Linked DNA regions of Oryctolagus cuniculus: region 2 is linked to region 1. Evidence: chromatin contacts called from public Micro-C data. All regions are on one chromosome and are shown on one strand. Each heading gives the region's core, a stretch centred on a gene start, on an enhancer-like site or on the middle of the called end of the contact. The rest is flanking DNA. Distances are from core to core; before and after follow the strand shown.

Region 1 (5,787 bases), core at 2,187-4,686:
TAATTCTCCACGGATACATATCTGGCTAGGAGTGGTTCATCACTTCCTGGATAAAAGCAGTCTGTTACTTCTTCTGGTACAGCCTCCACCAGTCTTCAGTGTTGAAAGATAAAATTTGTAATGTCCTGACTCTCCAGTAAATCCCCTTTATCACATCTCAGTGGGAAAGTGGAGGGTTTCCTCACCGTTGGGTTGAAGGTAAAAGCCGAGGCTCCCCATGTAAACTCAATCGACACTGCATGGAAGGAAAGAGAACTTGTTACTGACTCACATCCAACGAGGATGAAAGTCCCAGATCTCTACCTGAACATCTTTTCTGCCACTCCTAGAGTCGGAAGGAGAAGGCTTTGGGAGGCCTTGTTCGAACCTGGCAAATCTTGGCGCCTAGGCGCTCCACATGAACTTGCAGGAGTTCTTTCCATGGTGTTAAAGTGGAGCAAAATGAGATTATTCTAGCACTCACTGTCTTTCTTGGCTGCCCCTCATTTCATCTTTGGCAAGAGAGAACATGGTTTTCTTGTAGTTGCTTCTTTTAAAACCAATTGGCATTTCTGAGATACAGCCGTCTTCAGCTCCAAATGGTGACAATATAGAGCAAAAAGAAAATCCAAGAAACTCATGCCATGACATGGCTTGGATCCTGCAGTCTCTAGCTAGTTTGTCATCTTCTCTCCATCTTTCAGAGTCTCTTTATGGTTGTTTTAGTGTATAATATCCAGGGATTTTAATTGTACCTAGCATTCTTTCTTCCAGGAAACCTGAGTCTCTTGTTTCTTTCTTTTTTCCTATCTATTTATATTTTTAGTTGGGAGGGCAACATACAATTTTCAAATTAGGTTCCTTAAAGAAGTTAAAACAGAATCTTGAAAAAACTACTTAATGAATTTTGTATTTCAAAAGGAAAGTTTTAGAGGATGCATCTCCATCTGTAATTTATTTTTAAAAATCCACTTCGCTTCCACTTTCCAATTTGCAGCAATTTTGTCCTTGACAAACTTGTCTCTAATACATGTTCTTTTAAAACCTGCAACCCTCTGGGAGTCATGTCCGTTTGGTTCATTGTCGTTCCCGTGTCTAACCCAAGACCCACCACTCACCGGTTTGTACTCAGTAAGCATCTGCTGAAGAAGTGAGTGGGAACTGGAAATTTAAATTTTACTCTTTTAGGTCAGTTATCTATTTTCCGCACACAGCGGAGGTGTATCTCCATGTTGATTCTCCACCAAGCACCCTTTAAGTGTTTGCTGGGACAATAGCAAAATTTCTCCATAATTTTGCAAAAAAAAAAAAAAAGAACAATTTTAATTTCAGCACATGTGTAGGTTTTTCTTTATAGTTTAGAAGTATGTGTATTTTAAATTACAAATGGGAAGAACACCATAACAGTTCCCAGATGTGTGTGTATGCACATGAAGATTCAAGCCAACTGCTTTTGAAGACAGTGACCTGAGGACCCCCAAAAAGACCATAAACTATTTTTAGGATATGCTTCTTAAATCTATAACTCTTTCCTTTTATTAGGAAATCATAGTTTATCATTTTAAATCTTTACTGTATATTGTGCCATGAACACTTACGTACCTTGAGGAGGGATGTTGTTAATCTGTCCTTTTGATAAGGCACTGCATATAATTTTTAATTTCTTACGAAGATAATTCTACTTTAAATAAGGATTCTCCAATCATTGCAGTGTGCTTTTTTTATTAATGGAGTTGGAAAACATGGTTCTTTTTACCACTACTCAGTATGTTTGGCTTAAATACTAACAATGCCTGCTTTCCTGCTTGGCTTCAGATTCAACTTAAGGAAATTGTGAAAGATTTAATTTACTCCACTTTTGTTAGAAAGTATGGAAATGTTTGTACATGGGAACTTTCATTGCATGCTAGAATGGAAATTCAATGGGGAGGGGGACCCATTTCATTTATTGCCTAAGAGCTGTTGATATACTCCCTGCATCTTTCAAAGGCATCTTTCTTGCCACACAGGCAAAATGTAGCCTGCAAACGAACAGAAAGAGCACTTCTCACATGTGTCAATCTCAGCAAACTTACACAGCAGCTGTGTTAGGTACTGGTGAAGATTACCCCAGGACCGAGTTGCAGGGTTTTGTGTATTTGAAGGGACAACTGACTCTCCCAGGGGACCACTTTGTTGGAGATTACAGCAATAATGCATCCCCACTGTTGCTAGTGGATATTGTGTAGTGCAAAATTGGTGCTGGATAAAATCAGAAAGTAATAAAAAGCAAAGAGGAAACTCTGAGATTTTTGAATCTTAAAGTGAGAAACCAAAGCAAATGTCTGGAGCTTGTTGTATTCATTTGTAGAAAAAAAAAAAAAAATCCGGGGAAGGGATGCCTTTAATGCAGAAAACTTGCAGGGCGTTCAGTCTTTTCATTTTAGAACCATTTGGGTGTGTTGAAAAATAAAGTTGCAGTGTAGGCATGTTCAGACCTTTATTTGCTACATTTGGTAGCAAAGATTTTTTTTCCCCCCTCTGTACTCTAAGAAGCCAGAGTTTTCTGTGCAAACGAAACAGGCGTTGCAAGAATCAGATTCACTTTGGACGACTCTTCACATTCCAAGTCATCATTGCATTAGGCAGCACAATTCCATCTCTGGTTGATGGGCAGAAAAAGTGGGCAGCTTGCCAGGTAGACGTTTCCATGACTCCCAGCCCCCAAAGGTGATGCGTTTTTCAGCTAATTCAATGAAGAGTGGGCTGAACTTTGGGTCTAAACGAGACAATAGCTGCCTTCGCAGTATCAGCAGAATGGTTGATGGGAATGCACTCTACATTTGGCAGAGAATCATGTGACCTTACGGCTGAGATTTTGTGATGGTGCCAACGGAGACTTGGAAAGCAGCAACCGTCCTGACTTTTTTCTTCTTTTCTAGCATGGCTCAGAAAATGGTGGATCTTAATACTTGACTCTAGCCAGACTCAGCAAGCAACTGAGCTTTGAAGCACAACTTCGCCTTTATTCTGGGTTTTTGGCAGGCCACCAGGAGGCTGTCCCTTTCACGCCTGATAAATTCTGCTGCTTATCTCTAAAGAGAGAGAGAGTGAGAGAAAGAGAGAGAGAGAGGGAGGAAAATAATAACAGAATATTGAGGCATAACAAGCAAATCCTAAAAATTTGTATGTGCTTTTTGTTTTTGCCTCTTCTGACTGCTGATTTTTTTAAATGTTAATAGCCTGTCTGCTTGCTGCAGAGTCCAAGTAGTTGGGTTATGTATGTATATATGTATGTATGTATTTTTGGGTTTAGAATGAACAGGCATTTGAACTGGGCGAACAAGACGACAGCAGCAGTGAGCGTGAGATCATTGCAGCAATGTAGCAAACTGGCACCCTGCCTTTTCACCCCTTTGGTTCAGGAGACCAACGTGTGCAATCCTCATTTCTAAAGTCAGCACAGCCTGGAAGGATTCCTGGTCTCTTCCCACCTTCTACCCTTCTGCTGCCAGTGACGGCAAGGATTGGTGCAGCTTCTGCGCAGTGCTTTGTGCCTGGAATACGGAAAAGGAAGAAAAAGAAGACAAGCACCCTGGTCCTTTTTTTCTAAGAAATAACAGGAGCCCTGAAGAAAAAAATCTGAGTTTGTCCTACTACTTGCAAGAGTGCTGAAAAAAAAAAAAAAAAATGAGACGCTCCTGCTCCAAAACAAAAACAAAACAAACAAACAAAAATCCAAACCAAAACAAACTTTAAAAAGGCAAACATTGGCTGTCTAACTACAGAGACATCGGCTTTGTAAAGCAGCTTTGCAAGGCAGCATAACCAAATGAGCCTTCTTTATTTTTATTATTTCCAAACTATGGCATAATTAGCAATGTATTGCACTTGGTGAAATCGCACCTTTCATATCAGGTATAACTTTTTGTTGTTGTTTCTTTTTAAGCCTTCTCTTATATACAGGGGATCCTTGAACTTTCAATTTACTCTTATTTAACACACCACCCACTTTGCTCTTTTTAACGTTTTCCTTTTTCTCTCTGGTCTAATCTTGATTAGAATAGAAACTGAAGTAAAATAGATAAATCTCTATGCAAAAAGACAGTATATGTTTTTGTTTTTGTTGTAACCAGAGGTTTTGCAAAGACACTGATGTTGCTATTTGTGCTTTCTGTGTCCAGGATTGGTTTTTGCTAAGAAAAATGAGTGTTTAGACCTAATTGGTAGAAAAAGCAAATCTTTCATCTTACTCGTAATTTGAAATTTTAAATAAGAAACTTTCTGAACTTCTAAAAAATGCTCATACTAATATATGAATTAGATGAATGAAAATAAAATTAGTTTTGGGGAAGTGATATTTAAATTATTTACAAGGATTTCAATCAAACAGAAATAGGGATGAAATGAACATGTTCTCAATTGCTAAGTAGAAAAGAAGGTTCTTCCACAATAATAGTCTCTTTCAACAACATTTGAAAAGAAATATTTGTCCTAGAGCAGTTGTAAAAAGCATTGGAAATATCTATTACGTATTTTAGTAGAGAAAGTACGTACAAACTTGTTTTAAGTTCAAAGCAGTGCATTGGCTCCGCAAATAAACGCATTGCATTCTAATTATTTTGCCTGTTTGTAGAAGTAAATTGCTAAGCAATTTAAACATTTTGCAATAAAACCCATTTTTGCCTTGTTCAATGTGAGTGTGTTAGTAGATGCATTCCACCTATTTTAATTTTGATAAAAATGTTTATAAACATGTCAAATTTTAAAAGGCAGGAAATGCTTTTGAAATAGAAAGCTTATATCAATGAAGATATTGATCTGTATATTAACTGATGATAAATTTCCCGTTTAAAAAAACTTTGGTTAAACTATTGTACTTTAAATCATATTTTATTATGTTAAAAATATGGAGGTAAACAAAGAGTAATATAGAACTGATGAATTCTGCCTTCCCTGTTGTTATTCTATGAAGAATTATGGGAAACTACAAAAATCCTCAATATTGGTATCATTCAAATGGAATATTTTATCAGTTACATTGATTATAGTACACTAATTATTTACAAAATAGCTCTTGCTTCTGCATACTGCCTCAGCTAATGGAACTTCAACTTTCACGGGCTTAATTAATATTAATAAACTTGTTTTTATATTTCAAGATCCTTGAGTTAAAAAAACATTATTTTAAATGTTATTTTTAGAAGCCATTAATCTCTACACTCTTAATTATCTTATTAAGCTCCATGCCAAATCCAAATCTCTTTTCGGCTTTCACTACTTCATTGTGCAAAAACCTAGTCGCTTCTGTAACAGCTATCCCCCTTTCACTTTCAAAACTGTTACTGTGAAAACAACACCGACCAAAATGAAGGCATAAATGCAAACTCTGAAACCACATTATATGTCATATGAGTAGCCTTGGGTGGGGCCCTATGAGTCTTCCATGCCATTTTTTTTTTTAATACTTTAAAAGGTTTTGCCCATTCTGATACTGTGTTTTCTTCTCGATCCACTACCTTCGTTCCCACCATCTTCTCAGATGCTTCTTCTAGACAGCACTTGTCTGATATTTCTCCTTTTGTGGTTGTTTTAGGCAAACTTAAAATGAATATGAGAAGGGAAGAAAGTGATCATAGGAGAAAATCATCTCAGGTAAAACTAAAAAACAAAATAACAATTCATAGTTAATATTTTTAAACAGAAAATTCTTGAGTGTGTTTGATTAAAGGAATTCATTTCGTTTGCTTTTTTAATCTGTTGGAATTTTCATTGATGGTGTTCTTTTGAGAATTCGTAGTATGATCTGCTTTTGTGAAAAAATCTTGC
Region 2 (5,739 bases), core at 1,475-3,974, 110 kb before region 1:
TTATAGAAATTTACTTCGGTAATTTCACTTGTATGTGGTTTCACAGTTGAGTTCTCATTTATGTTGTAGTAATTATCATGTATTTGCTGCAACCTTGAGAATAGTGTAATAATAAATTCCCTTTAAAAAAGGAAGTTAACATAGGTAGACAATTAAAAATTTGGACAAACATGGAACAAATTTATCATTTACAGTCTTATAATAATTTGTCTTGTTCAGCATTTTTCTTGCTCAAAAATTTATTTTCAAGTTCTATTTTTATTTTAACTGTTATATAAATGCACCTTTTTTAGTTTTTAATTACTTGAATGAATTGTTTTACATAGCATTTGAAATTGACAGAATATTTCTCTACAATGTATTTAGTAATTTTATAGGATTTTTGTTGTTAATTAGAGGCCATGACAGAACTAAATATCATCGAAAGAAAACTTCTAGAGTTTACAAAACTCTTAGTTTGTGAGTTCAGAAGAAATTTCATTGTACACATGATTACTTACAAATATTTTTGAGTTGAGATAGAAACAAGGAGTATTAAGTACAATTTAAATCATATTTTATAGTGAAATAGCTTCAAAGTTTACTTTTTTTTTTTGCTATGGCAATTAATGTAGTTGAGTATTTCCACAGTATAGGATTTTTTGGCAGAATTACTAGTCAGTTTTCCTCAGAACATAAATGTAAAACACTGATAACATTTTCTTCATTGAGTTAAAAATTTTAACAGTTTTCAAAAATAAAATTACTTTGTAAAAAGAAAACTACTTTATATTTTTGTTGAATTTATTCTACTTGTGAAAGGATGAATAATGTTTCTCTCATCATTTTTTCCCATACTTTTTGGAAATATTAAAACTTAGTTCACCTCATAATGTGGAAACTTCTTCACTCTTTAGAAACAGTGAAATTCATTTGTAATTTTTAAATTGTGGAACTTTTGCATTTTAAGTGTGACAGAGTTTGTATTTATTTCAATTTTGCAACAGGCACACAAAAGGCTTTCTTCCCTTCATTATAAGATATAGTAAATAATTACATATCAACTTTTATTGTGTATTGAAAAGAAACCTTTAACATATGCCAGTATTTTATCTGCAAATTTTAATATGTGTGAAATGTTTATAGTAGGTCATTTTAGGGAGCATTTCATAATTTAAATGAAATGCTTTGGTCTGTGTGATCTAAATTGTAGCAAAAAGATAAATGCAGTGTTATATTAAATTGAAAATTATTATAGAAGTTTAGTATAGGCAAGAGGATCTTGAATATGCAGTAACAAAAGTAGATAAGAAGCACATGAAGACACTAACCTTTGTTGTTTTGGAGAAAATATGTGCTTAAACAAAAGGTGATAATTTTCATGTAAACTGCTGAGAGTAATAGTTTGTTCTTTCACGAATATACTGAACCTTAATACATTAAAATTATTTACAATTTTTACGGATTTATACAACTCTTCCCATAGAATTAACTGCAGTATTACATGAACAACTGTCATATTTTAAGAAACCAATTTATAATTGTAGATTAGATAGCCAAATAATTTTGTAAATGTTGGGCTTTGATATAAATGCATCAACACTGCATAAAAAGAATAATGTTCCCTGTTTTTAAGTCATTTTCAAATAAAAGGCTGATTGATTTGCACTTGTTGCATTTTTTACTGTATATTGATTTAATTTTAAATTATCGTAAAGTAAATATTGCTATTTGATATTGTTTTTAAACATGGTAAGGTTCATTTTACAAGTAACCTGACCTATTATTTATTTTAACAATGATGATTTGTGTCCAGCTGCATATTCTTCTAAGTCAAGACGAATAAACAGATCAGTAAAGGTCCCACTTTAGATATTCTTTTTTTTTTTCTTAGAAACTGTAAGAATGTTTGAGCCTTCCTTGTTTATAGGTTCAGGTGTGTTTGTCAACTAGTGTTTCTGTCTGTATAGTGCAGTGAATGTTACGATGGAGAGCCTAGAGGCAGGCTCTTTTTCTTTATCCTATACTTCATTAAGTGCAATTTTTAGTTTGTTACTGAAAGTCAACATATGAATCAGTATAAAGGGCGATATCAAATATGATGATGTGGATAACTTTGAGAACTGAATATTCAGCATATACTATAGCTATTTCCATGTTTGAGTAATGATTCTAGATATTTAGTATTGTTAGTTTCGGGTATTTACTAACATGTAGAAAATCTGGAGTGCCATGACTTACTCAAAGGAACTGCTTGGTAGATTGTTTCTGCTTTGCTAATATTGAAATTTTTGTAATATATCTCCTTAAAAATATCATGAGACAAAGTGGTCAGGGTCAGAGATCAACATTGGTAGTGGAGAAAGCCTGAAAAAGTTTTCGAAAAATTTTCTTCCCTGTGACTATCAATTACTTGACTGTTTGCAGAGATTTTGAAAGGAGTGATTGTCTTGTTTCAATGTTTATATGAATGTGAGGGCTTGCTGAGGATTTCAGTTTAAAAACTAAAATAGAAAATCAGATTGAGATTAATGACATGGTGTATTTTTATAGCAACAAATTGCAACTTGCCATTCCTACATAAACAACAAACTGGAAAAATATACCATGGCCTCTGAGATAGTTCTTCTTTTACTCTTCACTGAAGAACTGTTGAGAAAGTGACAGCAAAAAGATGATATTGGACCAGTCTGCATGATATGTGGTATTTTAGGCCCATACAGTTATTTCCTTTATTTAGATGGCTAAGTTTTGCATCAGAACTCTTTATAATCCCAGATATTTTAATGGACACAGAGGGATTGTAGCAGAACATACTCATTGTTTTTTCATTAGAGGGCCTATGATGGGATTTCTGAGGCAAAAACAGTGTTTTTCTATGTATAATGATTTTTTGAAAATCACAGTTTATGTAAGTCAACTCATTCAGTGGGCCAGTTCAGTGTAATAAACAAGCTACTCAGCTTTAGAAAGGATTAGTTTTTCATTTTGTCCTAAACCATGCCACTTCCCTGAAGAATGTGATAGTTGTATATGAAAGGTCATGTTGCTAAAAATTGTAGAACATGTGTGTTCCACATGTGAGTTCATAAGCTGTGTTCTGCATTCAAAAGAATATATATCAATAGACAAAATCGTTTCAACATAGAAACAGTTGTCATGAAATTTAGCTTGTGGTAATAGCAATTTTCAAGTTATACAGGAGATGTCATTCATAAATTACCTTTTCAAAGTGTTAGTTGTTTAGATTTCTGTTATATTCCTCATGAGGTATAGTGCTGTGCGTCTGAATTTTCTAACTGGGGAACAACTTTTGAAAACTTAACGTGTCTCGCTGTTCATGTTCTGTGGGATTCTAAACTGATCCACGTTCTTTCTTCTCCATTTCCAGGGTTCATTCATAAATATTCTCTAGAGAGTTTTTTGTTTTATGTCATCATCCAATGTTAGATATGTTCAGGTAGCTTAACATGCAAGATTGGTGCACAGAAATTTTACACTGAAGTGTGATCTTACTATTCTAAAACATTTTGGTTATCAGGAAATACATAAACTATGATATAGAAACTAAAACTGATATGTAATTTTGGTAGATGAAACAAAGTAATAATTAGTTCAGAATATTTACGAATGATAACATTTTTATGGACTCATTTTTATGTCAACATGTTTAATTTGGAAACTAGTATTTGTTATTGGAAAATAGTGACTGACCTTGATACTCAGCAGTTCAAACTGGCTGATTCGAACTTATTGAATGAACATGTCTTAGATGACATATCAACTATTGGGCCACCTTGTATTTGGAATTTATTTTAGTTTTCAATATTCAGATCATTAAACATAAATGTGATAGTATTTGTGTATTTTCAACTTTCAGAATTAACTGTTTCTATCTAATGAAATTCGTTCTGTCTTCTTAGATAAGTAAATAATTTAAGAGTAATCAAATATCTTACAATTTCCATTTTCCATCTTAAAACCTACACCAAATCAAATTTTCGGTAGCCAAATCACATTAAGTTTGGATTTACTAGTGAGATGAGATTATGTTCCCCCAAATGAGATTATATATGAAGTCCAGGTGTTGACTAGTATTTGTGTGGTTTTAGATACACAAATAGCATTCCAGGTAGAGCTTCTCCTTTCTCACTTGAGAAAAGTGCAATTAAAAGTAATTTCCAGATGTTCAAATGCACAGCTGCTTTCTTCTAAACTAAATTTTACAGAAATGAGCTATATTATAATGGGTTTAAAAGTCAGTACATTTTAATGGCTTTTAAATTGGATTGGAAGCATCATTACTAGGTTTACTGGATGAAGGGAATTGATGCTTATGAGTACCTGGGACAATTTCCATTTAGGTAGAAGCAGACCATTAACGTATTGGAAATTACAACCAGTTTCAAACTTATAGCAGGTTTGTAAAAACCGATTATTATGTGTGTTGATCCACTCTATGCCTTTTGGCAGCATGCAAAATTATTCAGATATAACTGGGAAAGTGTGCGTGTGTGTTTATATATATATATATATATTTCCAAAGTGATGCAAGGAGCAAGATATCTTTATATTTTCTTTGCCTCAAGATAGAGAAAATATCAAGAATAAGAAATAAGTACATTATTTAAAAATATGGAAGACTGGGAAACAGTTTTTGTATATGAGATTATAAACAATTGTCATGAAGCTACATTTCAGTAAAATTAACTTTTTTATAATCAATGCATTTTACTTGGAGCTATGTACATGCCCAATAATAAGTTATTGCTGTTAATATTACCCTATTGGGTAAAGGCCTGTTCTTGACCAAGTTTCCCTGGGCTTTTAACAGACTTTTTGGTGTGGATAGCTATAGTCAACTTTTTCTGAAACTCTTTTGGGAAGGCATGCTGATTAAGGGAAGAAGGGGAGGTGGAAAGTCGGGGGGATTATTTGAACTAGGCAATGAAGGAGCTTGCACACTATGTGAGCTCAGAGATTTATCATAATCACTCCATTAGTATTTCAACAATAATTTGCTTTTCTAAGAGTATTGTTGAAGGAATTTCAAAAATTTGACCTTGGAAGTAATTAGAAAACTGACTCATCAGCTGTGAGTGTGATGATGGAACACTTTATCTATCCTGTCTACAACATTCTTTTAAGTGATTGACTCCTGCCCTTGAAAATATTATTCAGGACCAGTCATTGATGCACTGGCTCAAACCCTAAACAGTATGCTTCTATATCTTATCTCACCTAATTCTCTGGCCCTGAAATGTGGGGATGATAATTCCATTGTCCAGATGGGAGGCTCAAAGTGCTTAAGTAACTTTCCCAAATTCCAGTGATGTTAAGTGTTGATGTTAAGATTTGAATTTTTGTTAATGGTGCTTCTAGACCATGCTGGGACCCCTTGTACTACATGTTTAATAATCTTGAACCATGGAGCATAAAGGAACATTAAATATAACTCGGTAGTATAAATTCTCTCTTTCTCTCTCTCTCTTCTCTATCTCTCTCTCAAAAACTGAAGAACAGATAGTTTTAACAATATTAAAATTAGCCACAAAGTATTGAGAGAGATAGTAGGTTTCCTGAAGTACTTTTAATATTATCCAAAGTTAAGCAATAACCAGTAACCAATAAAACAATATTGGACATAGGCAGTTTTCTCTAGAAAAAATAAAAAAAAAATAAAATCTATGGGCAATAATTGCACCTCTGAACTGATTGCACATCAATGGTTTAAAATAATAAATGCTATGAATGAAGAAA

The links. Hi-C and Micro-C count contacts between places; a contact is called where the count stands out from the background.
Region 2: a Micro-C map of ear pinna shows a contact between it and region 1, with 9 times the contacts expected there. The contact joins two enhancer-like sites. A contact is called at or near these places in 4 of 6 Hi-C or Micro-C datasets (ear pinna, psoas muscle, skin fibroblasts and 1 more).

What each region holds. Positions count from the first base shown.
Region 1 is chr4:30,450,335-30,456,121 of mOryCun1.1, reverse strand. It overlaps LOC103350594 (a long non-coding RNA gene), which reads left to right. Exons shown (of 11, transcript XR_011387767.1): 7 at 5,555-5,613. Among named protein-coding and RNA genes, the nearest start is that of MIR99A, 4.4 kb to the right of the region's middle. Within about 2 kb of position 3,436, at least 3 of the 8 cell types and tissues checked have an H3K27ac peak or open chromatin away from gene starts, as enhancers often do. A contact at or near this core is called in ear pinna, where this site is marked.
Region 2 is chr4:30,560,311-30,566,049 of mOryCun1.1, reverse strand. All of the region lies in intron 5 of LOC103350594 (a long non-coding RNA gene), which reads left to right. Among named protein-coding and RNA genes, the nearest start is that of MIR99A, 110 kb to the right of the region's middle. Within about 2 kb of position 2,724, at least 1 of the 8 cell types and tissues checked has an H3K27ac peak or open chromatin away from gene starts, as enhancers often do. A contact at or near this core is called in ear pinna, where this site is marked.